7 separate regions of the Mus musculus genome follow, and all the other regions are linked to region 1. The links are chromatin contacts, called in public Hi-C, HiCAR-type and promoter capture Hi-C maps. All regions are on one chromosome and are shown on one strand. The core of a region is the stretch at or near the end of the contact, and the rest is flanking DNA. Distances in the headings are between cores, read along the strand shown.

Region 1 (3,261 bases), core at 448-2,947:
AAGTTGTAGTATTCATAGGAGGCTTGAGTCAGATAATTAAGTGAAGCACTTGCGATATATAAGAGTCCAAGAACTCAAACTCTCAGCTCTATTTAGAGCTTTATATTACATGTCCACCCTGGTTCTATAAATGCTCATATAAATGTGCATGCTATGAACTGTGAGGTTAAAAGTACCTGAGAGACTCTACATTCAGGATCAGGAAAACCTTTCAAGCATTGATGTTTGAGCTGAGATCTGAAGGAGTACTGCCTAAGAGGAAAATTCCAGGTTCCAAAGTGAATCTTTGTGTAAAAGCCCAGAGGCAGCTGGACCTAGGCTTTTGATGAAGAAAAGCTCCACGGGAGAATAATGGCATGCTTTCCCAGGTTGGCATAGGCCTCATATCTCATCAAAGAAATAGCTTTAGAGTTTTATTTGTTTGTTTGTTTGTTTATTTATTTGAGATAGGGTTTGTCTTGACTGTCTCAGAACTCTGTTGACTAGGCTGGCTTTGAACTCAGAGATCCACCTGCTCTTCCCCCCCCCTCCCCCCATTTCCATGCCTCTAGTGCTGGGATTAAAGGACCTTCCAGGCCTTTCCACCTTTAGAGTTTAATCAGGGTAGTGCCAAGACTAATTTTGTGTTTGGTAATGTCTTGTATATCTTTAGTGAGGCCTAAGGATGGGAGGCAATCTAGGCAGATGTGTGGATTCCAGTAAGAAGGAACAACTTTAAGGTAAACAGAGGCAGCTGGGGCGGTTAAGCAGAGACAGAGAAATAAAAGGGGATATGCAAGAATGTGTTCATAGGTTGGAAGCTGTGGAGAGGGCGGGCTGTGCTTGCCCAGTGTTAATATTCAGATCCGCAGGAGGGTCTATGGATTTGGCTGGTAGAATACTTCTAGCATAAAGGAGGCTCTAAACTCAGTTCAGCACCATGTAAGCTGGGCGTGGTGGTGCATATCTGTAATCCCCTATCGCGCAGAGGTGGAGGATCGCAAACTGAGAAGTTCAAGGTCACCCTTAGCTTCACAGTTTAAGCTAGGTTGGCAAACAGACGCCGTTTCAAAAAAAAAAAAAAAAAAAAAATCCCCGGGGAGGGTAGACCCTCTAGCAAACAAAAACGTTTTATGCAGTTTATCATATTTTAAAAGCACACCAGAACTTCTAAGAGATGCCCTTGGTCGGATATTTACAGCTAGTTAAAAAGTGAAATTGAAACTTAGTATTTAGCGGATTCTTATATCCTACAGCAAGGAGAAAAAGAGAACTTTCTTATATAAAGGGTAGTACTTTTATTGTCATGGGAAAAGCTTGTCCAAGTTCAACAGTAGCTTGAATGCCACTCTTTGTAGATGGCTTCAGCGGCAAGCTCCTGAGGCTATGGGAGGGTTAGAATCCAACTTCTAGGTAAGCACAGTTTCAGTAAACTGAGAGGGGGTGGGAATGAAACCCATGGGGAGCCCCGCCTCTTTGAAGGCGTGGCCTGAGGCCCCGCCGCTCAGTTTCCCGCTCAGGAAGTTTGAGCGCGCTATACCCCGCCTCCTAGGGCCACAGGCCTAGGTGACTTCTCCCCACGCCTCCTCAACCCCGCGCCTTGGCACTTTGGTTTCCGCGGTCCGCCCTACACCTCCTGAGGGCGTGGCCTCTCAAGCCTCGCCTCTCCATTTCCGGAACTTGGACCGCATTACTAAAGCCCCGCCCTCAGGCCTTGAGGGCGTGGCCTAAAGCCGGGTCCTTCCATCTCTGAGTTTTACCGCGTTTCAGCCTCCGAGCCGGAGGCGTCCGACCAATTCAGAGACTCCGCACGCAGCAGGATCCGGCGGTGACCAGCGGGGTGCGGCGCTAGAGCAAACCTGACCTCCCCTCCTCTGTGGGAATGCCACGCCGGCCGCCGAGGGTCTGCTCTGGGAACCAGCCTGCTCCCGTGCCCGCCATGGAGCCGGCTACCGACGGGCTTTGGGCCCACAGCCGCGCGGCGCTTGCCCGCCTGGAGAAGCTGCTGCGCTGCTCCCGCTGGTAAGGACCGGCCTGGCGACCTAGTGTCGTCTGTCCCTCCGTGTCCCACTCCTGAGTTTTCTGAGTGGCTTCCCAGCCACCTGCAACGAAGATGACTCAAACGGCACTTTTCGAATTTTCGCGGGAGAACTGCCTTCGGGGCGTGGCTCAAAGCGCAGCTCGTTGGTCACTCCCCGAAGGTGACGCTCGGAGCTGAGCCGAGCTAGTGCTGCTGGGGTCCTGGAGTTCGGTCCTCTGGGAGCGTGGTCCCGTGGTTGCGTGCGGGGCACAACAGCCCCTGTGAGGCTGACCTTTTGGTCCTTTCTCTAGTAGCAGGCTCGGCGTGGGGAATGGGAGGCTAGGGACCTGGTGACCGGTAGTTTGGCGATGGCAGTTTGTTGAGCATCGCAATTTTAACTTAGTTAGATTATGGCCCTGTACCACTGATCCTCCAACATGCCCTCTCTTGGATTTTATTCAGTCTGAAATGCACTCCTAAGTGGTACTTTCTTACCTGAGGCTGTTTATCGAATACTACCAAGAAATATACTTCTTTCCCCTTTTTTCTCTTTGGCAGTAGCGAATGTTAAGCCTTCAGTCTTTACTACAAATACAGTGTTAACTGCAACTTTTTTTTTTTTTTTTAAAGTTAACTGGCAACAAACTTTGCACTTACGTTAAATTATTCTTTTTTTTTTTTTTTTTTTTTTTTTTTTACAAACTCTTAGTATTTGAAAGAATGGCATTGTATTTCTTAGGAGAGTGGCGATTCTGTTAACATGAACACGTTCTGAGTTCTGCTTGTGTTTTCCTAAAGCATACGGATCATCCTGGGTGTAGACATACATCGGAAACTCAACTTCTAGTTGCAGTAGCAGGCCAGTGATGACGCACATGTTGGATCTCAATCTGTGGGTCGCGACCACTGGGACACACATTTAGGTCTTAGGAACGGAGACCCAGCTTAGTAGCAAAATTACAGTTATGAAGTAGCAAAGAAAAGAATGGTATGGTTTAGGGTCACCACAACGTTTGGAACTATATTGAAGGGGTTGTAGCATCAGGGAAGGTTGAGACCCAACCACTGCTTTAAATAGTTGAACCACAGTTAAACTCAGATGGAAACACATATTCTTCCACTTAGAATGTGTCAGACCACATGAGTTCAGGTTCCAGCCACATCTTTGGTCTTCTCTGTACCTCAGTAATAATGGTTTGCTCATTCACATATTAATTTGCTAATATTGAGATTTGATAATAAACATGTAATGAATACATACC
Region 2 (3,261 bases), core at 355-2,854, 1.9 Mb after region 1:
GCATGGGCATATGCAATGACCCAGTCCCATGCAGCCAGATTAGTCTCAGAATTATATTTTACCACCCTGTCTAATATTGGCAGATTTATTTTACCACTGTGCTTGTATAATTAGAAAAACTATTGTATAAGAAAGAGCTTCATATTAGGGAATCCTTTTCTTAAAAATCAGGAACTTGGGTATGACATATGTGTGTTCATCATGCTTATTTTGTTAGCTTAATTATGTCAAATAGCTTACAAAGACATACAAATGAAGTATTTTTCCTTCATACTTAAAAAAAACTTGTTCTTATTGAGTGGAATAACGAAGCCTGAAATCCAATTTCCAAGTTTTTATAGCTCTTGAAATTATACCTCACTTCCTAGGAAGATGAGTTCATAGCATGTATTAGGTGAATCTCACCACACTCTGCGAGACCTTGATGCTGACAGGCAGGAGGACAGGTTGGCTATCCATTCATGGCGAGGTTGCATGTTGATTTTGGCACTTGAGGGGATTTGAAGATACCAAGTCTTAAACCACCGATATATGTAGAACCTGCACAGATAGACAGGCACTAAGTACCCATAGAATTCAGAGACCCGGGAGCTTAGGGTCCAAGTTGTTGTCTAGAGAGAAGCCATTCTTCCTGAATGAGATAACCCCAGATTTCAACACTGAAGTTCAAAGGTGACTTAGCTGTGTCACACTTGAACGCTATAACCCTCCGAGAAAAATCTCACTAGGCATCACCAATGAACAACACTGGTATACTAGATTTGCTTAAATTCTCCACGGCCTCAGCCTCAGCTCCTCCTTCACCACCCTTTCCCAGGCATAGGATATAGGATCCCTAGACAAATGTGTTAGAGCCACACTGTGTGCTGATGTGCTAGGAGGGTATGTGTGTGTTTGTGTGTGGGGGTGTGTTTATGTGAATTATTTCAATTATGTTATTTCCTGAGATGGCTTCTGCTATTTTCTCTGTTTTGTATAAGTAGAAAACAGAGATAAGGAGTGGAGGTAACTTGCCTAAGGTGACTGACACAGCTTGTGAATAGAGGTACTGGAAACTTAGTGTTAGTAGGAGTAGCTGGGGTGTGTGATGTCAAAGAGCCAGGGCACAGGTTAACATTTTAGGTGAAAGATTAACTCTCTAACAGTGATTATTAAATGTTTTGGGGTCTTCTATTCTTTTGGGGGGGGTTGTGAAGAAAAGTGGTTTTCTTCTGGTCCCTCCCATCTCAAAACTCAGCCCCTCTGACCTACACTCACTGTCAGGAAAAAGCTGTGGCCATCTCCTGGGACCGAGGTGAAGGATTTTCTAAGTATATTCTTCAAAACGTGTCTTAAAACTAGAAATGCAGAATTATCCTCCACACTGTGACTCAGAAAGTCCAGACCGGCACAGTCGAGATGAGTAACGGCTGCTCCTCGGAAGGGGCTGGTGAACAGGTTGGAAATGTTATTTGTTGAGACTTTTCTACTCGCCATTGTGCTCTGTGTGGAATGTGCACGGCTTCTGGACCAGCCAGCTCCGCCTAAAATGGCTCTTTGAAGTGGGAGGTCTTTATGACAGAAAAGGAGATGACCACAGAATGAAAAGGATTAAGGAATAAAAGATCAAGAGTGTGCACGGCGCGCTTCCGCCACCTTGTGGACAGAGATGTCTTTGCATGTCTGCTGGGAACACCAAACTGTTTTTCAAGATTTTACTTTGTTTAAAAGAATTAAATGAAAGGAATATCTAAATATTTTCACATTGCCCACATAAGTCTGTTTCTTTTCAAAAATTAAATCATGTTTATTTAATTATTTATTATCCATTTATCTGTTTATTGTGTATGTGTGTAAGGGCATGTGTGTAAGCCACAGCTCAAATATGGACCATAGAGAAAAACTTATCACAGTAAGTCCTTTTCTTCTACCATGTGGGGCCTGGGGAACAAACTGAGGTTTGGTGACAAGTGCCTTCAACTGCTGAGCCATCTCACTGGTCCATTCTCCAAACACACACACACACACACACACACACACACACACACACACAGACAAACACACACACACACACAGACACACAGACACACAGACACACAGACACACAGACACACAGACAAACACACAGAGAGAGAGAGAGAGAGAGAGAGAGAGAGAGAGACTTACATGGTGTCATATTTTGATGACTTACATATTCTCTGTCATTAAAATAGTAATAATTATATATTTGCATCTTAATTCTATTCTGGTCATTTATGTTACTTTTATTTTTAAAATAGGATAATTAATCTTTCTACCACTCAACTTTATCTGTGAAAGGAATAATTTAAGACAATGTAATTTATTATATAAATTATGCATACTGTCTTATGCTCAGGAGACAGTATATAATTGTGGGCAGTATCCATAGCTTTATCATTTTTATTTTAATATTCATTTAAAAAGGTAATGGATACATATGTTAGGGTGTCATGTACTGCTCATGACAGAGACATATGAAGTTCAGGTGAAGCTTCACACAGTTGCTGACATTTTCAGATAAAATGTCATCTAATCCAGTTTTTTTTTTGTAAATTTTGTTCCATCTTTGTCAGAGTGAAATATTTATAGTGTTTAAAGAATTACATATTCAAGTTCAAGATTAGAAACATGTTTATTTCCATTTAAAATGATAATATTAGATCAGAGTATATACCAATCAAATATAAAGGAGAATTGTGTGTACATTTGTTCACACAAACACATGTGTATGTATATGGTATGTGTGTGTGTGTGGTGTGACGGTATGTGCCACGGAAGCGCAGAGAAAGATCTCAGGTATTTGCCTTATTCCCCTGAGATGGGATCTCCTGTTGAAACCGATATTAACTGTTTCTCTGTCTCCACTAGCATGGTCAGACAGTGAGCTCCCTTGGTCTGCTTCCCTCAGCTGCCAATGCTGGCACTGTGGAGACACGTGGCAATGGCTGGCTAGAATTTGCACCTCGTGTCTTCATGCTTGTGTTGCTAACAGTTTCTTTTACCCACGGAGCAATCTTCCCAGCCACGTGGAAATCTTTCTTCATTCATAAACAGTTCTTCTGGACCTGAGAACTATTATATCCCAATGTTTAGACACACAGATAAAGTACTATTTGTAGCTAGTGTGTCCTATGTATATGACTTCAGTGTTTCTTTTTTATAATTAGCCTTTGGTGAAAAATTGTGAATGATATTGTAATGCATTAGGTGGTCGCCGATAAACAAGCCGCCATCCTTTCTGGGGTTTTAAAAGATTCCCCT
Region 3 (3,261 bases), core at 235-2,734, 1.8 Mb before region 1:
TCCCAAATGGAGCCAGCAAGGGAAATATTTTCTCAATATTGCAGTCCTCCAGCAAGAATTCTTATCATAGATAAGGGTGCAGTCTAGTGGCAAAATTCATGAAATGCAGCCCCTTTTTCTAAAAGAACAGAGCAAGGGAAGAAGAGAGTTGGAGAAAGGGCAAAAGCCCTGCCCCCAAGAACTCCCCAGAGACCATCACTTGATCATGTCTTTTCTTACCTGTGGTGGGCAGTCTACAGACCACCTATCATGTCAAATTAATTTTTAAAACAAACAAAAAAAGCTAAAGCCATCATATTCCTTCTTTCAAAAATTAGGTTTTCTTTCATTTTCCTAAGGGAAGAATGGTCCCTAGTGCTGACTAGCGATCTGGGGCTTCCTGTGGCATGGTGAGGATTTCTCACGTGCAGGCTCCAGGATGCTACCTTGGTACATATTAACCCTTAAACAAGGTCTCCTGCAGCGAGGTACCTGCTCACTCCAGGATCTGCCTACCCCACAGAAATGCCTCATTGTCAACCCAAGAAGGTTATCACTTTATCCTACCTTCCTTCCATTTAAAAGGACATTTAAGGTGTCCATGAGGACACCAGATAAAACTGACAACCCACAGCATTTCCTCCAGGGTCTCAGTCACTACTCCCAACAAAGCTGGGGAGGGGGGTGGGGTGGAGGGCGTTATCCCTTCTTGAAAGTGCACATAGCACGCTCACACTCAGAGAGAGAGAGAGAGAGAGAGAGAGAGAGAGAGAGAGAGAGAGAGAGAGAGAGATTCCCTGGTCATCTATATAGGTGAAGGAAAATGACCACTGGCTTTAACTAAAATCAGTACCCCACCAGAACAATAATGACAAGCCCTTGCCATAATCCCTCTGCCCCTTTTAATGGGGGAGGGGTCTACACACGCGCCCGCACTCCTTTTCTCTTTAAATTTATCTCAATGCCCCTCACCAGCTACTGTACACTACTTGTCCTCCAAACACAAACACACAGACAGACAAACCTTCAGTGGTCTCTTAGACACTTTTTTTTCTAAAGTTGGAAAGGACTTCTTGGGCAGGGTATACACGGCTAATAAGAAAATGTGACTCCTAACAGCCAGTGTCCGGGCTAGTTGTCGGAAAACAGACTCGCTCCATTGTATTCACCCAGCTTCTGAAGAGTACTGCCATCCACTCCTCCCTCCACCTTCTCCCTACTCTCCTCTGTAGCTCGCCTGTCTTCGCCCCCCCCCCAAAGCCCTTTCCGTACATTCCGTGAGGAGGAGGGCTCTGTGTAGGGAGCGAAGGGGAGCCCCCGTGTCTAGAAGGCCTCTCTTCCCCACCCCCACCCCGTGTGAGTTTGCGCTGCAAAGCTCCTTGGCATCCTTGCATGGGTTGGGTGTTGGGGAGCTCAAATTGCAGCTACAACTGGCTGGCAGCCAGGGGCCGTCTATTTAAAAGCGCCTGCTCGACCAGAGCCCGCAGTCTCTTTGGAAACTTCTAAAAGAGCTAGGAAAGAGCTGCAAAGCTGTTTGGGCTTTTTTCCCCCTTTTTGTTCCTTTTTGTTACCCCCCCCCTCGGTCTGCACCCTTCTCCGGACTTCACGCAGAACCTGCGGGTTTCGAAGAGGTGGTGACAGAGCAGGTGTTGGGGTCCAGGTTTGGTGAGGTCTGGGTTTTTGCCCTTTTTCCCCCCTCGATTTCAACATTTTCCCGATCTTGTTGTCAGCCGCCGACGCCTCTTACCTGTTCTGCGGCAGCAGCGCAGCTGGCCGCTGAGACCGAGCGGAGTGGGGTTGCGTTTTAGATTTTAAGCAAAGGGGGGAAAATTAAGCCCAATCCATTTTTTTCTTCACCTCCTCCCTTTTCAAGGCCTCCAAGCTAATTATTTCTGTTGCTTTGGAGTGAGCAATTCTGTGGTTCTCTCCACCACCACCCCCAATTCTGACCCGATCCCGCCTGGGGGTTTCTACGGTCTCCGCTCGCTCTGCGTGCACCTGGCGCGCCTCTTTTTTTCACCCCCAACCTGTTGCAAGTCTTTAATCCTCGCAATTGGGACTTGCGTGCAGGCATCTGAATCCTCCTTGCCTCATATTTTGCAAGTGTTTGGGGGAGAGCACCTGCTCTACCTGCAAGAGATTTAAAAGGAAAAAAATCTCCAGGCTCCCTCTTTCTCCACACACTCTCGCTCTCCTGCCCCGCCCCGAGGTAAAGCCAGACTCCGAGAAAATGGTGATCAGCGTGGTCCTCCTGCTGCTGGCCGCCTATGCCGTACCGGCTCAAGGCCTGGGTTCTTTCGTGCACTGTGAACCCTGCGACGAGAAAGCTCTGTCCATGTGTCCCCCCAGCCCTCTGGGCTGTGAGCTGGTCAAAGAGCCCGGCTGTGGCTGCTGCATGACTTGCGCCCTGGCGGAGGGACAGTCGTGTGGCGTCTACACGGAGCGCTGCGCCCAGGGTTTGCGCTGCCTCCCCCGGCAGGATGAGGAGAAGCCGCTGCACGCCCTGCTGCACGGCCGCGGGGTTTGCCTCAACGAAAAGAGCTACGGCGAGCAAACCAAGATAGGTGAGCGCTACTGGGGTTTCAGTTGCACGGCACAGGAGCTGGGGAGGGAGGCACCTTGGATGGGTGGGGACCGGGGACCGATTGGGAACCCGCGCGCTTTGCGCGCGCAGCAAGTGGCTTAGACCCTAGTAGCTCCTGAGAGTAGATGGGGTGGGTCCTTGCACCTCACACTTGAATCCCTGGCAGAGCAAGCTATCCTAGGCGGCTGTCTAACCGTCTCTACCAGTTTACACTTCATCTCCACCCCAACCCGACCCTCCCCCACTCCTAACTCGTGGCAATTCTGACTCTGAGCTCCTTTTGAGTCTCAAAGTCCAAATCCCAAGAGAATCCTCTCTGAAAAAGAACAGGTTAAATTATCAACTCCCTTCTCCACCCCAACCCCGTACTTTTCTCCCTAAACTTTAGAAAATCCTTTCTGTTAAAAGGTCATTTTAATTGGAATCTGAAGATGCGTTCCATCTTTAAAGCTAATTCTACCTTGATCCCTCCAAGCCTCACCCCTCCGCCCCCATCTCAGTGCCTCTAAATTTATCTCTCACTCTATTCCTATTTGCTCAGGAGCGCGCGCGCGCGCGTACGCGCGTACATCCCCCCCCCCCACTTGACAACTAATGTCTTTTGGGTGGAGGTATTGAGAGCTCACCCACACGTACACTTGCTGCTTTTGAATTGATATGATTGATTATGATCGATGAAACATATTAGACTGTAAAAC
Region 4 (3,261 bases), core at 477-2,976, 1.3 Mb after region 1:
ATATTACATGAAAAAAATGTTAAATTTTTAAAAATGGGTGTGAAAACTGAAATAAGTTGCAGTTTTAATTCAGTGCTCTTCTAGAAATTTCCACAAATCTGATTTTTTGTTTAAAGTTTTATTGTGTAAGAATCCTATGTTTACTTTAAAAATACATCTTCAAAATGTTATCAATTGGTCTTATATTAATAACTAAACTATGCCCAGAGAAATCATTTCCATGACAAAAAATTTACAAATGTTTTGCTGGAATTCACTAGGAAGAACACTGGAAACCCTCATATTTGGTACAGATTAAATTAGACATAATAACATGATTTTTTTAAACTTTAAAGTGAACATTCTGAAACAGATTATAAAGATTCATTTATGACACTAAGGCAGCCCACATTTTTTCAAATTGATTTCAAGACTTAACTCCTATAAAAATAATTTTTATCCAATATAATACTACATATTTTCTGCTTAACTGAGCCTGTTAAAGCTCCCAAAATGAATCACTGCTGGATCTATGAGATCTTGAATTTAAAAACAAGATACTAAACCGGCCATGGTGGCGCATGCCTTTAATCCCAGCAGAAGCAGAGGCAGGCGGATTTCTGAGTTCGAGGCCAGCCTGGTCTACAAAGTAAGTTTCAGGACAGCTAGGGCTACACAGAGAAACCCTGTCTCAAAACAAAACAAAACAAAACACAACAAAACAAAAACAAAACCAATCCAAACAAAACAAACAAACAACAAAAACCCATACTATAACTATTCCAATAATAATAGTAATAGATTTTTTTACTGTCTTTAACATCTTTATAGATAGCCATTTTTCATTTATCTATTGTATGTATGTGGCTCTTATTTTCAAACACTGAGCATTAATCCAGAATTTCCTATCTAGAGAAGAGAAGGCTAAAGACTTACAAAAGAGTTAATGAACCTAATTATACATATAAAATTATTCGTTTTTTTTTTCTGGTACCTACATTCATAACTGCTCATCATGATCTGTTGCTTTTTTCCAAGCATTTGCCTGCTCATTCCACACACATTTATTAGCCCAATGTGGGGGGGGCGGCAGGGTATTACAGTGCTACCACTTAACAGCCAAAACCGAAAGAAACTACAGAGGAAGGTAGGCAACCCTATGGAGAGACCTGGTACAAGACCACAGGGTGCCCAAAGGTACATACAGATCTCCCTTAATATGTCAGTATCTGATGGAAGTTATTAAGAAGGTATGCTGAGGGTGTGTGTGTGTGTGTGTGTGTGTGTGTGTGTGTACCATTCATCAGAGAGTTGGAAGAGTTTTTGTGCCACCTTCATGCCAATTGCCTCCATCCTACAAGTCAGGGTGTAAATTACAAGGTCCTGGAAGGCTTCCCTACTCTGCTCATGACTGTAACCACAGATGAGCCTACACTCCTAAAATGGCTTCTGCTGGGACAGAGCTGGGCTGGCAAGGACTCCACCTGGAGGTCCCATGGACACTCCATCAATGGCGTCCACAGACGCCCCGACAGGAAGCCCCTACGCAGGCCCCGTCAGTCACCAGCCCGCCCGGGAGGCCACCAGAAGGATACGCTCCAGGTAGTAGGCGCCCTCGGAGGTCACCGCCTCTGTCACCTCGCCGGTGGGTGACAAGCCAATGCCCAGCTCCTCCAGCACCCGCAGCGGCGGGACCCCAGACGGAGCAGCCATGCTTGCAACTGCGCCCCTCGGTGCCCCTCCGACTGGCGTCGCGACTCTCGCGAGAACCCGGGACCCCTCACCCCGACCAGCGGGGCACCAAAAGGCCCCGGTCAAGCCCTCTGCGCGTCCGCAGTTACTACGGCAACGCGTTGCCTAGTTACCCCAGACGCCCCAGGAAGCTTGGACTGCAGACCTGAAGCCCAGAACCAGGGACTCATATTACATTTACACAAGCTACTTGTTTGGGTGTTTTTGTTTTCATTTTGTTTGCTTGCTTGCTTGCTTGCTTGCTTGCTTGCTTGCTTGCTTGCTTGCTTGCTTGCTTGCCTGCTTTAACGCCATTCTTTTCGGCTTCCTTTTTCTTCATTGCTTTCCTTTACTCTTTGTTTATCACATGCCAAAGTCGGTCCTCAATTTTTAGATGTGTAGAGAACCTCAAATATTTCTGGGGAAGGGAAGACTTAAGAAAAGGTGGGATACTTGTCTCTGTATTTCTAGAAGAAGTGGGGAAAGTTCTAGGAACCATTTTTGAGGAGCTCCTTAAACCCCTAGCAATGAAAAGTAGGGGTGCTCACCTTTATTACATCCTTTCTAGCAATCTTTTAATTCTTTTATGTGGACATCTGTTTGGACCGCGGCTTCCTACACACGGACTTGGAATAGTCCCAGTCGTATCAAATTATACCATTGATTTTTGCTGAGGTAAACTCACATCCATAAAAAATTATGAGCTACCTATGACCCTAACATAAAGTCTAATAGGTGATATTTGGGATAGGGCATGTAGTTAAGAACTAATGAGCTACCTCAGAGGGAAGGGAGCAGGGAAGAAGGGCAGGGAGGAGATGGAAAGGGGAAAGAGAAGGAATAGCGAGGAGGACAAGAAGGAGGGGGCAGGAGAGAACTGACTAATTTGTCCAATCATGTGTCTCATTGCTGTGATAGAAACTTCTGGTTTATATAGTGTATATACATAGGCATCATTAAGACCATCTTTCAGATTCTTTTTCTTTTTTAATTCTACATTCCTTAATGAACTCTGGTTGATAATTAAATAAAAGCTCACGTTTATTTAATTAAAAAAAAAATACTGGTAACTTCTAGAGGGGTGACTAAGAACCTGAAGGTTGGAATCCGTTTGCATTACTTCCTGTCTACAGCCACACCTAGGCCCGAGGATAATGTCACCTGCCTCAAGTGTTGTTATTAGCTATAAATCACCAGAGCATTAGCCACCTATTCAGAGCATACAGAGATAAGGAATATGAGCTGCTTCCATTACACTTGGTTTTGCGTCTTAGAATAAAGGTCACAATGGTATCTGAAGAGTTCAAGAGTTTGCTCACAGCAAACGTTCTGAGTGCCCATTCAATGCAAAGAAGCAAAAATACAGAAGAGGAATTCTGAAAATGGGGGATCCATTGGCTTACATCTGGCTTCATCTTTCAAATGGTTGACTGTAAACTGAACCCTGAAAAGTGGCCTGGGTGCGGAATGGTCAGGCACTGCTGATGCCTCAAAGGACAGGCAGAAACAAGAGACACATGGAGGACCATCCCTTGGAGCTTCTAATGTTTA
Region 5 (3,261 bases), core at 305-2,804, 1.2 Mb before region 1:
TCCCTTAGTTCATAAAGAATGGAATCACATGACACTCTGAAATTTAACAGGTTTCAGAAACAACAACAACCTATCTTGGGATGAACATTAATAAACTACAGAATACCTTTGAGAGGAATTCAAATTACATCCCACAGTGATTCCTTCAGCATAAAAATCTTTTTTTTTTTTAAATGTAGGCATCACAAAATATGCTGGCTGTGTTCCTTTAATAGGCGGCCACAAATCTACTTTTAAAGTAGCAAACACTAAAAGACTGGGAGTCTTTTGTCAAGAATTAGAGATTCAGAGTAAGGCATCAAAGAGTTTGACAGTGTAAATTCTGGTCTGGAAGAATGGTTTATGATAATTTAAAGTCTTTGGAAGCAGTAAGAAAACCAGGGAAGACAAACTGGGAGGGTACTGCAGCTCTTCATTACCACACTGAAGCAATACAACCTGCTAGAATTTTATCAAGTACATCTGCCACAGTAAGTCCTTCACGGGAGCTACAAAGTTCTCAGCAACTGAAGGCAGAGGAACAAAGGAAGCGAGCAACATCATTATGGGTTCATAATTTCATCAAATTCCCAAATGGGGGTGGAGGAAAACAGAGCTCCGTTATTGAACCCCTATCTTGTTTGTATTAAACGAATGAATGGATCCTTGCCATTGCATCTCTCTCTAGTGATCAAAAACAACCTCTCTAAAGTTTACAGTAATTTCCATTATTAATCTAGGATTCTAAGATCATAGATTCTTAGAAATTGAGCATTCTGTTTTGCTTTTCTTTCAGAGCTCCGAATGAATTCCCATTCACATGTTACCACTCATGGAAAGGGTGACCACGTTCTAATCACTTCAGTTCTTCATGTCTTGCTTGGTTCTCCTACTGACAAGCTAAGGGTAATAATGGTCGTCTCACGGTTTGGTGTGAAGATTTAATTAAATAGGAATAAAGGGCTTAGTTGTGCCTCACACAGTAAGCTTTCAATAAATTCGAGATTTTTAAATTATTATGAAGGTCATAATATTACGTAATATTACACCTTGAGTTATTTCATTCACAGAATCACAAAACCCCTCTGAAGTTTTACGAGCCTGGCATGTAGGGGATCTATCCTCGATAACTTACAAAGATTTTTAGAACCCAGGTTCGGAAGCAATAAAGGACGTCTGTGTTAGCAGGTGGCGTGGATAGAAAGTAAACTGAAGCAACGAGGGAGGAGGGAAGGGTGAGAGGCTGGAGAAGCAGGAGGGAGGATTTCGGAAGCGTGAAGGTGCACAAGACTCAAATGCAGAACTCCGAACCCCAAGTCTTTCGTTTTGAGCATCCATCCTTCAGTGCTGACTCAGCTGCGATTCCCACAGCTTCCACCCTCTAGAGATCCCCGGCTTAGGAAAGGCAAAAGGCCCTGCTCTCGGTACCTTATTACCGGACCACGCCATGCTGGTCCTCAGGTGATTTGATTACTTTTTCCGGGCGGAAACCTAGAGTGTCGCAACTCAGTTCCGGGCAACCCACAGATCCAGACGTCCCGCGTGCAAGGCGGGGAAGCCATGGGCTCTGAGCATGCGCAGAATTCTCTCCCTGCCTCCTTAGGCAAGGCTTTGTTCTCTGAGCCGCTAAAAGCCAGTCAGTACTGGGCTGGAGAAATGGCTCTGCCGTCTAAGACATTTGTCATCAAGCCTGACGAGCCCATTCAAGCTCCAGGCACCCATATTGTGGAGAAAAAGAACCAATTCCACAAGTTGCCCTCTGATCTCCACGTGTCCCACACATCACAATAAGTAAATAAATAAATTTAAAATAACAAGTTTAATAGTAAAAAAGTAAATAGGGGGTTAAAGGGAAAGGGTCCCAGGTTAGGAATGTGTACTGTTTTCGCAAGGGTATTTCAAAGCCCAGCACCTACATCAGCCTTCCGCGGATCTGACGCCCTCTTCTGGCCTCCACTCAATGCACATACCCACATGCAGCCGCGTGCATACATGATTTTTAAAACTAAAAAAAAAATAATAATTGCTATTACTCAATTGATAATAATCCCTTTCGCTAGCAATTTGTATTGGCACTCTGGAGTTAAAAGTCCCCTGTGTAAGATGAATCCACGAAGTCACTTAACTCCTCTAAAGGCCTTCTAAATATGATACTAAAAAAAAAAAAACCATGAACACGATGACCTTAGATCAACGTCCAAAGAGAAGAGTGAGAGTTCACCGAGTTAAAAGAAAAAGATGGCTCACAACCATCTGTAATGGGATCTGATGCCCTCTTCTGGTGTGTCTGAAGACAGCTACAGTGTACTCACATATATTAAATAAATAAATAAATCTTTAAAAAGGAAGAAAAAGTAGGAAAGGCATTCAACTCTACAGACAAAGTGGTTAAAACACCTTAGCCTCTGGGAAGAATTTCCTACTACCCTGGCGTGTCTGTGGCTGGGAAAGATGCCCTTTTCTAGAGATGGAGGCTGTCAATTCCCGTGAGTGTTCACCACTCATTTGCAAGGAAATTGCCCTGCAGTTCTTCCCTTCTGATAACCCTTGCACAGAAACTGCCTGTTTTCTATACAAAAATGACTCACAAGCTGCAGGTGGTTGGACAAAAGGTCCAGAGACCTGGAAAATGTCTGCAAACCTCTGTTCAATGTGGGAAACGTTCAATCAGATTCTCTTTTGTTGAAAATGGTCCCAAGAAAACAGGCACTAAAATTGATATGATTTGGAGAATTTTTGAAGAAGCCTTCAGGGAATGAAGGTTTAAAAATCGAAGCTGATAGGGTTCGAGAGATGGCTCAACAGTTAAATACATTCGCTGCTCTTGAACAGGACTGGGGTTCAGTTCACATATTACAGCTCACGGCCATCAGTAACTCCTGTTCCAGAGGATCCCATACCCTCTTCTGGGTTCTGAGGACACCAGGCACCCATGTGATACACAAACCTACATACGGGCAAAACACTCATACACAGAAAATAAACAAATAAAAATTTTAAAATAAACACAGTGGTGTCTAGACAGACACTTCGCACCCAGAGGACTCTTCCATGCTTTTATTCAGACTAGAGAATTTTTTGAAACTGAAACGTTATTTCTAGTTATAGTTTTACTATGGTTCATCTTTAGAGTTACTAGGGCTTTACCACAGAGAATGTTTGCAAGCTGTGTCATAGTTCCATCTCGGATAGAGTCTCTCTTTTCTCTTCCTCTCTCCCTCTTCTCTTTTTCCCCCTCTCTCCCCTCCTCCTTCTCTCTCCCTCCCTCCATCCCTTCTGTTT
Region 6 (3,261 bases), core at 316-2,815, 1.2 Mb before region 1:
ATAACTGACATAAACAGACGGCTACCAGAGCTCTTGATGGACTTCCCAGACAAAAACAGCCAGAGAGCTTTAGCTCTTCCTTTCTGCGTGCTGGTTGGAATCCATCAGCAGCTAAGCTGGAGAGGGAAGTGCTTCTAAAAAGAGGTCAGAGAAGGCCAGGGAGGTGGAGGGCCTAGAGGTGCTCTCAGAACTGCAGTCTGGCTGGTGCGAGAGACCCAGTGTCTAACTTCACTTCTCTCTGTGAATTTTTTAAGTAGTGGCTCCAACCGCCACCTCCCCAAACAGACACAAATGGCATTTGTTGACTGGAAAAGGGAAAACAGAGCACCCCCGGCAAAGTTAGAAAGACTGTTGTCCTGGATTAAGACCAATGACCTAGCATAGTCCGACATAAGGAAAGAGATAAACAGAAAAGAGCTAAGAGGGCAAGGCTGCTGCTGCTGCGCTTGATGATGGGGTTCAATCCCTGGTGGCACCCATACGGTACAAGAAGAGAACTGACTCCTGCAATTCGTCTTCTCACACACACACACACACACACACACACACACACACACACATATGTAATGTTAATTTTTAAATGAACAAACAGAAGGGCAGGGCATGGTATCCCATGCCTTTAATCCCAGCATTCAGTAGGCAGAGGCAGGGGGAATCTCTTAAGTTCCAGGCCAACCTGATCTACATAGTGAGTTCCAGGACAGCCAGGGCTATAGAGAGAGAGACCTTGTCTCAAAAAAAAATTAATAATAATAATTAATTCAAAACAAACAGAATGTGAACAATAAATTGTTCCTTGGAACCAACTGGGAGCTGATAAGTTCCTTGCTGAAGGTAGGAGCTAAAAGGCAGGTTCCAAAACCATAAACCTAGAAATGAATCTTACAAGAACCATGCAACGATTCATCTTTATCTGCTGCTATATAACCCAGATGAAACGGACCAGGTCTCAAATCTATGGAAGGGTGCTTTTTTTTTTCATTTCTGGGTGGGGCACTGAGAATGAGGTGAGGGTGGCCTAAAATCATTTTGTTTAATCATTCATTATTTAGGCTCTGTGGATAACTGCAACTGTGTGCCCTCTCCTGCCCCACCCCCTCCTCCCTTTCGACTCCCTCCCTGAAGAAGAAGGGATCTGGGACCTGGATGGCTTCCCTTCAGCTAACCTAAGCCTTTCCCCACTTCCTAGCCCTCTGCACACAGCTGCTGAAGCCCAGACAGCCAGATGTCTGTTGCAGATCGGTACTGCGAGGGCCCAGACCTGCAGCCTTTCTCTACACAGATGCTCTGGAGATGTAATTTTAATTAACGGTGGGAGCTATGGCCCCAAGGATTGGATTTTCAGAACAGAAAATATCCTTCCCATTTCGTTCTTTCTCACTCTCTTTTCATTCCTCTGTCGTTTCCCCCCAATGTCACCGACATTTAAAAATAAATATGAAAAAAATCGAACGAGGAGTCTCACCCACACCTTCACTGGGACCCAGGAGGGAAGCTGAGGATGCAGACGGCTGCGGGCGGCCGCCAGGAGCGGTCCAGCTCTGGGAGGAGGCCTAGCGCGCCGCGAAGGCGGGGCCTGGGCGGGGCCTGAGGCGGGACCACGCGGACTTAGGGGCGGGGTCTGTTTGGTTACGTGGCCAAGGACTGCTACTAATAGAGCTACTTCTGAGGAACACGTGGTCTAGCTTTAGCAAGAACTCAGAGACAGACACTTTGTGGCCATGGGCTCTTGGAAGACTGGTCAGAGCTACCTAGCGGCCGGGTTGCTGAAGAACCAAGTGGCCGTGGTCACCGGCGGGGGCACAGGCATTGGAAAAGCCGTCTCCCGGGAGCTCCTGCACCTGGGTACGTGAGCAGGCCTCTGGGGCTGGGCTAGTGTCCGCAGAGGTCCAGCTCGGGTAAACTGGGTTCAGAGACAGAGGGGAGTGCTGGCGGACCGGGAAGAGGTTGCAAAGCTCCGGTCTGCAGAGCTGAGCAATGAGGGAAAACGAAATAACAGAGGTTTTATTCCGAATAGCCGAGAAATGTTGAGAGGCCCTGATCAGATTTTCTTCTCACGTCCCCTGTGCTAAAAGCAAGAAAAAGGAAAAGTTATTAAACTTAGAATGATCACGTAAACACACGCACAAGGAAGCCATCAAGAAGAAAATAGTTACATTTAATATTTAAATATGTGAGAATGTGCATCTTCTTTGGGTTTACTTTTTTTTGTTATTTTGTTTTGTTTTTTTTGTTTTTTTCTAGACAGGGTTTCTTTTTATTAGCCCAGGCTGTCCTGGAATTCACTTTGTAGACCAGCTGGCCTCGAACTCAGAAATCCGCCTGCCTCTGCCTCCCGAGTGCTGGGATTAAAGGCGTGCGCCACCATGTCCGGGTTTTGGGTTTACTCTTAACCCAAAGCAAACTGTTCCCAGGTGGTGGTGACATATGACTTTAATTCCAGCACTCAAGAGGCAGAGACAGGTGGATCTCTGTGAGTTTCAGGCTAGCCTGGTCTACAGATCGAGGTCCAAGTCAGTCGAGGTTTCACAAAGAAACCCTGCCTCGAAGATGTGGGTAAGAAGGAAGAGTGCAAAGTTTATAAAGGCATATTTGAAAAGTATTTCCAACACGACGCTTGTATTGTGCAAAGAGCTTTGACAAGTAGATTTTTTTTAAAGATTTTTAAAATTTTATTTTATGTATATGAGTACACTGTAGCTGTCTTCAGACACACCAGAAGACAGTATCAGATCCCATTACAGATGGTTGTGAGCTACCATATGGTTGCTGGAAATTGAACTCAGGACCTCTGGAAGAGCAGACAGATCTCTTATCTGCTGAGCCGTCTCTCCAGCCCTGACAAGTAGATTTTTAAAAATCTGACATCAAGTGGAACAAATGAGAAATGATTTGGCCTTGACATTCCATGCTGAACTAACACAAGAAATAAATACATGGAGAAATGATTGACTTTATCTTATCAGCAGTACACTGCAAAAAAAAAAAACAAGACAGTATTGCAGTTTGCACTTTACCATTACTTCCAGCCTGTCTTCCACCAGGAAACTTCCCCTGGGAGGAGGAATTATTAAAAAAAAAAAAAAATCAACCAGTACCTGTTTAGTACAAAGGTCAGGATCTTGGCCTCTGTCAGCAAATTTGCAGAACCTTGGTTCCTCTTCTGTGGATTGCTAGTTGTTGAACCTCTTTTTGAGTAAGTTTGCATTGGGCAAACACTACACCAGTTCTGGGGTCGGCCAACAGAGTATTGTGGCATGA
Region 7 (3,261 bases), core at 530-3,029, 1.1 Mb before region 1:
ACATTTATTTTCATCTTATTTTAAAATTATGCATGCAATGGGGTGGGGGTGGGGGTCGTATGTGCAGGCCATTGCCGGGTACCAGCTGTAGTTAATTTGATGTTGTTGTTGGCATTTTTCACTTTTTGATAACACATTGTAATGGGAACAGCTCCAAATTACTTTGCTTAATTCTTCAGGCTTAAACAATCGCCTGAGTTTGGACAAAATGGCAGCACTCTACCCATTCTTCTCAGGACAGTCACTAGAATTTATTTCAGGGGCTGGTGAGATGGCTCAGTGGGTAAAAGCACCCGACTGCTCTTCTGAAGGTCCAGAGTTCAAATCCCAGCAACCACATGGTGGCTCACAACCATCCATAACGAGATCTGACTCCCTCTTCTGGAGTGTCTGAAGTACAGTGTACTTACATATCATAAATAAATAAATCTTAAAAAAAAAAAAAAAAGGACTGACTGCTCTTGCGGGGGTCCTGAGTTCAATTCCCAGCAACCACATGGTGACTCACAACCATCTGTAATGGGATCTGATGCCCTCTTCTGGTGTGTCTGAAGGCAGGTACAGTACTCATATATGTACAATAAATAAATAAATCCTTTTAAAAATAATTTATTTCAGAAGAATCTAGGACTCTGACACAACTTCTGTCAGTGAATCATTATTTATAGGTTACTGTACAAAAATAACATACCTAGAGCGGGTCTTTGCTGTGAAAATCAGCATAGGCATAAACAGTCAACAAAATTTTAGCTTTCAGAAAAATTATGCAAGCCTAAGAGTTTTTAATGCCACCAGACTTACATAACTAGCAAGTGTTTTGTGACAGTAAGCTGAAAATAACTTGTCCATCTTAGTAACCTTACAGCCTCACAGCTCTTTCCAGATCAAAAGCTAGACATTATGTAGAATATTATGCAGCAATGTAGAGTGATGTGCAGTAAAACTAACAGGTTGGTAAGAAATCCACGTTGGCCTAATTTCTAGGTCTCTTATTAAACCAGCATTATTCCCCAGAGGGGAAAAAAAGAGATAAAAACCTTAGAGTCTTTCCCACCTAATCACAGTTATTGACCAGTGGATGGAAAGACTGTGTAAAAAAGTAAAGAAGCGAGCTGCTCTGCCTGAAAAGCCTGGTAGTGGAAATATGAAACCTGAATAATAATAAGAAAAGTAAAGCAATAGAAAAAGATCAACTGGCGGCAAGCAGGCGGACTTCCGAGTTAGAGGCCAGCCTGGTCTATCAAAGAGGGGTTAACGAGACCCGGGTAACTACAAAGTAGAAAAGAAGACAGAAAAAGTAACTGCAGCCTGTATTTACGAGCTATAATAGTCCTAAATGTCTTACATTTAACCAACATTGTTCCCCAGAGGGGTTGCACCGTTCCTGGAGGTACTGCAATACCAGGTCGATGCGTGGAGTGGACGGAGCAAGCTCCTATTCCAACTCCTAGTTCCAAAAATCCATTTAATATATTGTCCTCGGATAGAGGACGTATCAGATATTAAACTGATAAGAACAGATACTACACTTGATCTTAGCCAAAAGGCCGAGAAGCGATACCAAATACAGACCACGCAGCCATGCTCTGCGTCCGTGAGACACATTACCTTTGTGGTGACCGCTCGCAACCCTCACTTCCTGCCTCCCCCGCGGTTCCTTCCTCCTCCGATCCGCGTCTGCGCCCTCCACACCTCACTCCCACTCCAGCACCCACGGCTTCAGATTCAACGTCCACGACCCGGGCTCTCCCGGCGTTCCCGAGCGCGCACGCCGAGTATGATTTGCATGCCCCGCCCCCTCGCGAAGGGCGTGACAACACAAGCCCAAATTAGGCCTGTGCACGTCGCCACGCCCCTCGCGTGGAGGCAGGACGTGCAAATCAGCTCTTCCCCGCGGCCTCCGCGATTCACAGGCCGACTCACAGACTATTGCGGTTTGGAATCCACCGGAAATAGAAAGACCTGAAGGGGGCATGTCCACGGCCAGATGCACTGGATAAACTCTGAGGCAGGACGGTGGCTGAAGGGTGGACCTACTGCTCCTAGTTCGCGTTGTCTTAAGACAATCTTCCCTTGTTGAGAGGCTGGCTCCACAGGGAGTCTAGCAGGCTAGTGATTTTCTGTTAGGTGTTTTCACAATGTTGTCAAGGCAAACCTACTTAGGTAAAAACTGTAGTAAATCTTGACCAAAAAAAAAAAATGTCATATATTGAAATCCTTAATAAATTGTGTGATGTCTTTGAACTTTTCTACAGTTTTCAGGCTAAAAAATACCGATGGTTAACATCAAATGCAATAATAATGCAGGGATCGATGATGTTTGGCACGTGGGAGTGAAGAGTGGACAGTCACTACTCTTATTAGCTCCTTGGTACCCAGAACCTTAGATCATTTTCAGTTTAAGGACAGACATAATCCTGAGAGGAATTTACCCCGAAGAGCTGTAGGCTCTGGGCTGGTTCTGTGCCTCTTTGAGTGTTATAGGGAATAAAGCTGGGTAGGATGCTTTCCAACCACTGCCACTGGAAATTGCAGAATGGAGGACCAGATCAGGCAAAGCCTAAACTATATGAGACCCAGCCTCAAGTAAAAGACAATCTGCCAAATATAAAGGGCAAAATACTAAAAGACCAAACTTCTAAATGTGTTTATGTGTAAGTACTCAATATTGTAGGATTTGGGCTTAGAGTTGCCCCCAAGGCTTTGGGACCTCTTATGCCAAACACAAACACCATCCTGATACATCCTATTACAGAGATTTTGTTGTGTTTTCTTATATTTGTAACTTTAAATCACTTTGTAACCATCAACTACTTAATGGATTGTCATTAGCATTTAAATCCTTTAGGTAAAGGTACCAGTGATGGTTTGAATAAGAATGGCCCCCACAGACTCATATATTTGAATGCTCAGTCACCAGGCAGTGGAATGTTTGAAAGGATTACAAGGGTTAGAAGGTGTGGCCTTGTTGGTGGAAGTGTGTCACTGGGTGTGGTCTTTGAGGTTTCAAAAGCCCATGCCAAGTCCAGAATCTTTTTCTGCCCGTGCTCCAGGAATTCGCTCTCAGCTACTGTTCCAGAGCCTACCAGCATGCTTCCCACCACACCATGATGAGATTGGGCCACATCTCTGAAACTGTAAACCCGCCCCAATGAAATGACTTTTCTTACAAGAGTTGCGGGGCGGTGGTGGCACACGCCTTTAATCCCAGCACTTGGGAGGCAGGTGGATTTCTGAGTTCAAGGCCAGCTTGGTCTACAG

What was found. Promoter capture Hi-C pulls out the DNA fragments that hold promoters and counts their contacts. Hi-C and Micro-C count contacts between places; a contact is called where the count stands out from the background. HiCAR-type assays count read pairs that join an accessible place to other places.
Region 2: a promoter capture Hi-C map of the HPC-7 cell line shows a contact between it and region 1, with 6 times the contacts expected there. The contact joins the enhancer-like site here to the promoter of Bard1 in region 1. A contact is called at or near these places in 4 of 39 promoter capture datasets (3T3-L1-derived adipocytes, the HPC-7 cell line, hippocampal neurons and 1 more) and 1 of 115 datasets of contacts at active chromatin or transcription factors (astrocytes).
Region 3: a promoter capture Hi-C map of pre-B cells shows a contact between it and region 1. The contact joins the promoter of Igfbp5 here to the promoter of Bard1 in region 1. A contact is called at or near these places in 2 of 39 promoter capture datasets (the C10 cell line and pre-B cells) and 1 of 115 datasets of contacts at active chromatin or transcription factors (large pre-B cells).
Region 4: a contact with region 1 is called in a HiCAR-type map of astrocytes, with 4 times the contacts expected there. The contact joins the promoter of Spag16 here to the promoter of Bard1 in region 1. A contact is called at or near these places in 5 of 39 promoter capture datasets (cranial neural crest, frontonasal cranial neural crest, hippocampal neurons and 2 more) and 2 of 115 datasets of contacts at active chromatin or transcription factors (astrocytes and thymic regulatory T cells).
Region 5: a contact with region 1 is called in a promoter capture Hi-C map of pre-B cells, with 5 times the contacts expected there. The contact joins the promoter of Xrcc5 here to the promoter of Bard1 in region 1. A contact is called at or near these places in 6 of 39 promoter capture datasets (the 3T3-L1 cell line, the C10 cell line, the HPC-7 cell line and 3 more), 2 of 484 Hi-C or Micro-C datasets (pre-B cells and uterus), 2 of 115 datasets of contacts at active chromatin or transcription factors (astrocytes and large pre-B cells) and 2 of 9 other capture datasets (adipose tissue and liver).
Region 6: a Hi-C map of B cells shows a contact between it and region 1, with 8 read pairs. The contact joins the promoter of Tmem169 here to the promoter of Bard1 in region 1. A contact is called at or near these places in 4 of 39 promoter capture datasets (the 3T3-L1 cell line, the C10 cell line, neutrophils and 1 more), 1 of 484 Hi-C or Micro-C datasets (B cells), 2 of 115 datasets of contacts at active chromatin or transcription factors (bone marrow-derived macrophages and large pre-B cells) and 1 of 9 other capture datasets (macrophages).
Region 7: a Hi-C map of the G1E-ER4 cell line shows a contact between it and region 1, with 3 times the contacts expected there. The contact joins the promoter of D230017M19Rik here to the promoter of Bard1 in region 1. A contact is called at or near these places in 6 of 39 promoter capture datasets (the C10 cell line, the HPC-7 cell line, cranial neural crest and 3 more), 6 of 484 Hi-C or Micro-C datasets (B cells, CD4 T cells, CD8 T cells and 3 more), 4 of 115 datasets of contacts at active chromatin or transcription factors (the 230-238 cell line, astrocytes, large pre-B cells and 1 more) and 1 of 9 other capture datasets (adipose tissue).

What each region holds. Positions count from the first base shown.
Region 1 is chr1:71,101,408-71,104,668 of GRCm38.p6, reverse strand. Bard1 (BRCA1 associated RING domain 1) reads left to right here and starts at 1,697. Exons shown (of 11, transcript NM_007525.3): 1 at 1,697-2,001. The coding sequence starts at 1,862.
Region 2 is chr1:69,240,289-69,243,549 of GRCm38.p6, reverse strand. No RefSeq gene overlaps it. Among named protein-coding and RNA genes, the nearest start is that of Erbb4, 130 kb to the right of the region's middle. Within about 2 kb of position 1,604, at least 95 of the 459 cell types and tissues checked have an H3K27ac peak or open chromatin away from gene starts, as enhancers often do. A contact at or near this core is called in the HPC-7 cell line and second pharyngeal arch cranial neural crest, where this site is marked.
Region 3 is chr1:72,873,088-72,876,348 of GRCm38.p6, reverse strand. It overlaps Igfbp5 (insulin-like growth factor binding protein 5), which reads left to right and starts at 1,484. Exons shown (of 4, transcript NM_010518.2): 1 at 1,484-2,543. The coding sequence starts at 2,210.
Region 4 is chr1:69,825,435-69,828,695 of GRCm38.p6, reverse strand. Spag16 (sperm associated antigen 16) reads right to left here and starts at 1,726. Exons shown (of 17, transcript NM_029160.3): 1 at 1,575-1,726. The coding sequence starts at 1,692.
Region 5 is chr1:72,305,714-72,308,974 of GRCm38.p6, reverse strand. Xrcc5 (X-ray repair complementing defective repair in Chinese hamster cells 5) reads right to left here and starts at 1,554. Exons shown (of 21, transcript NM_009533.2): 1 at 1,408-1,554. The coding sequence starts at 1,428.
Region 6 is chr1:72,282,677-72,285,937 of GRCm38.p6, reverse strand. Tmem169 (transmembrane protein 169) reads right to left here and starts at 1,565. Exons shown (of 3, transcript NM_175564.4): 1 at 1,472-1,565. It overlaps Pecr (peroxisomal trans-2-enoyl-CoA reductase), which reads left to right and starts at 1,617. Exons shown (of 8, transcript NM_023523.6): 1 at 1,617-1,845. The coding sequence starts at 1,722. It overlaps Gm51631 (a long non-coding RNA gene), which reads left to right. Exons shown (of 3, transcript XR_003947863.1): 3 at 1,190-1,440.
Region 7 is chr1:72,242,511-72,245,771 of GRCm38.p6, reverse strand. It overlaps D230017M19Rik (RIKEN cDNA D230017M19 gene), which reads right to left and starts at 1,779. Exons shown (of 4, transcript NR_155355.1): 1 at 1,609-1,779. Gm24497 (a small nuclear RNA gene) reads right to left here and starts at 1,559; the gene lies at 1,369-1,559.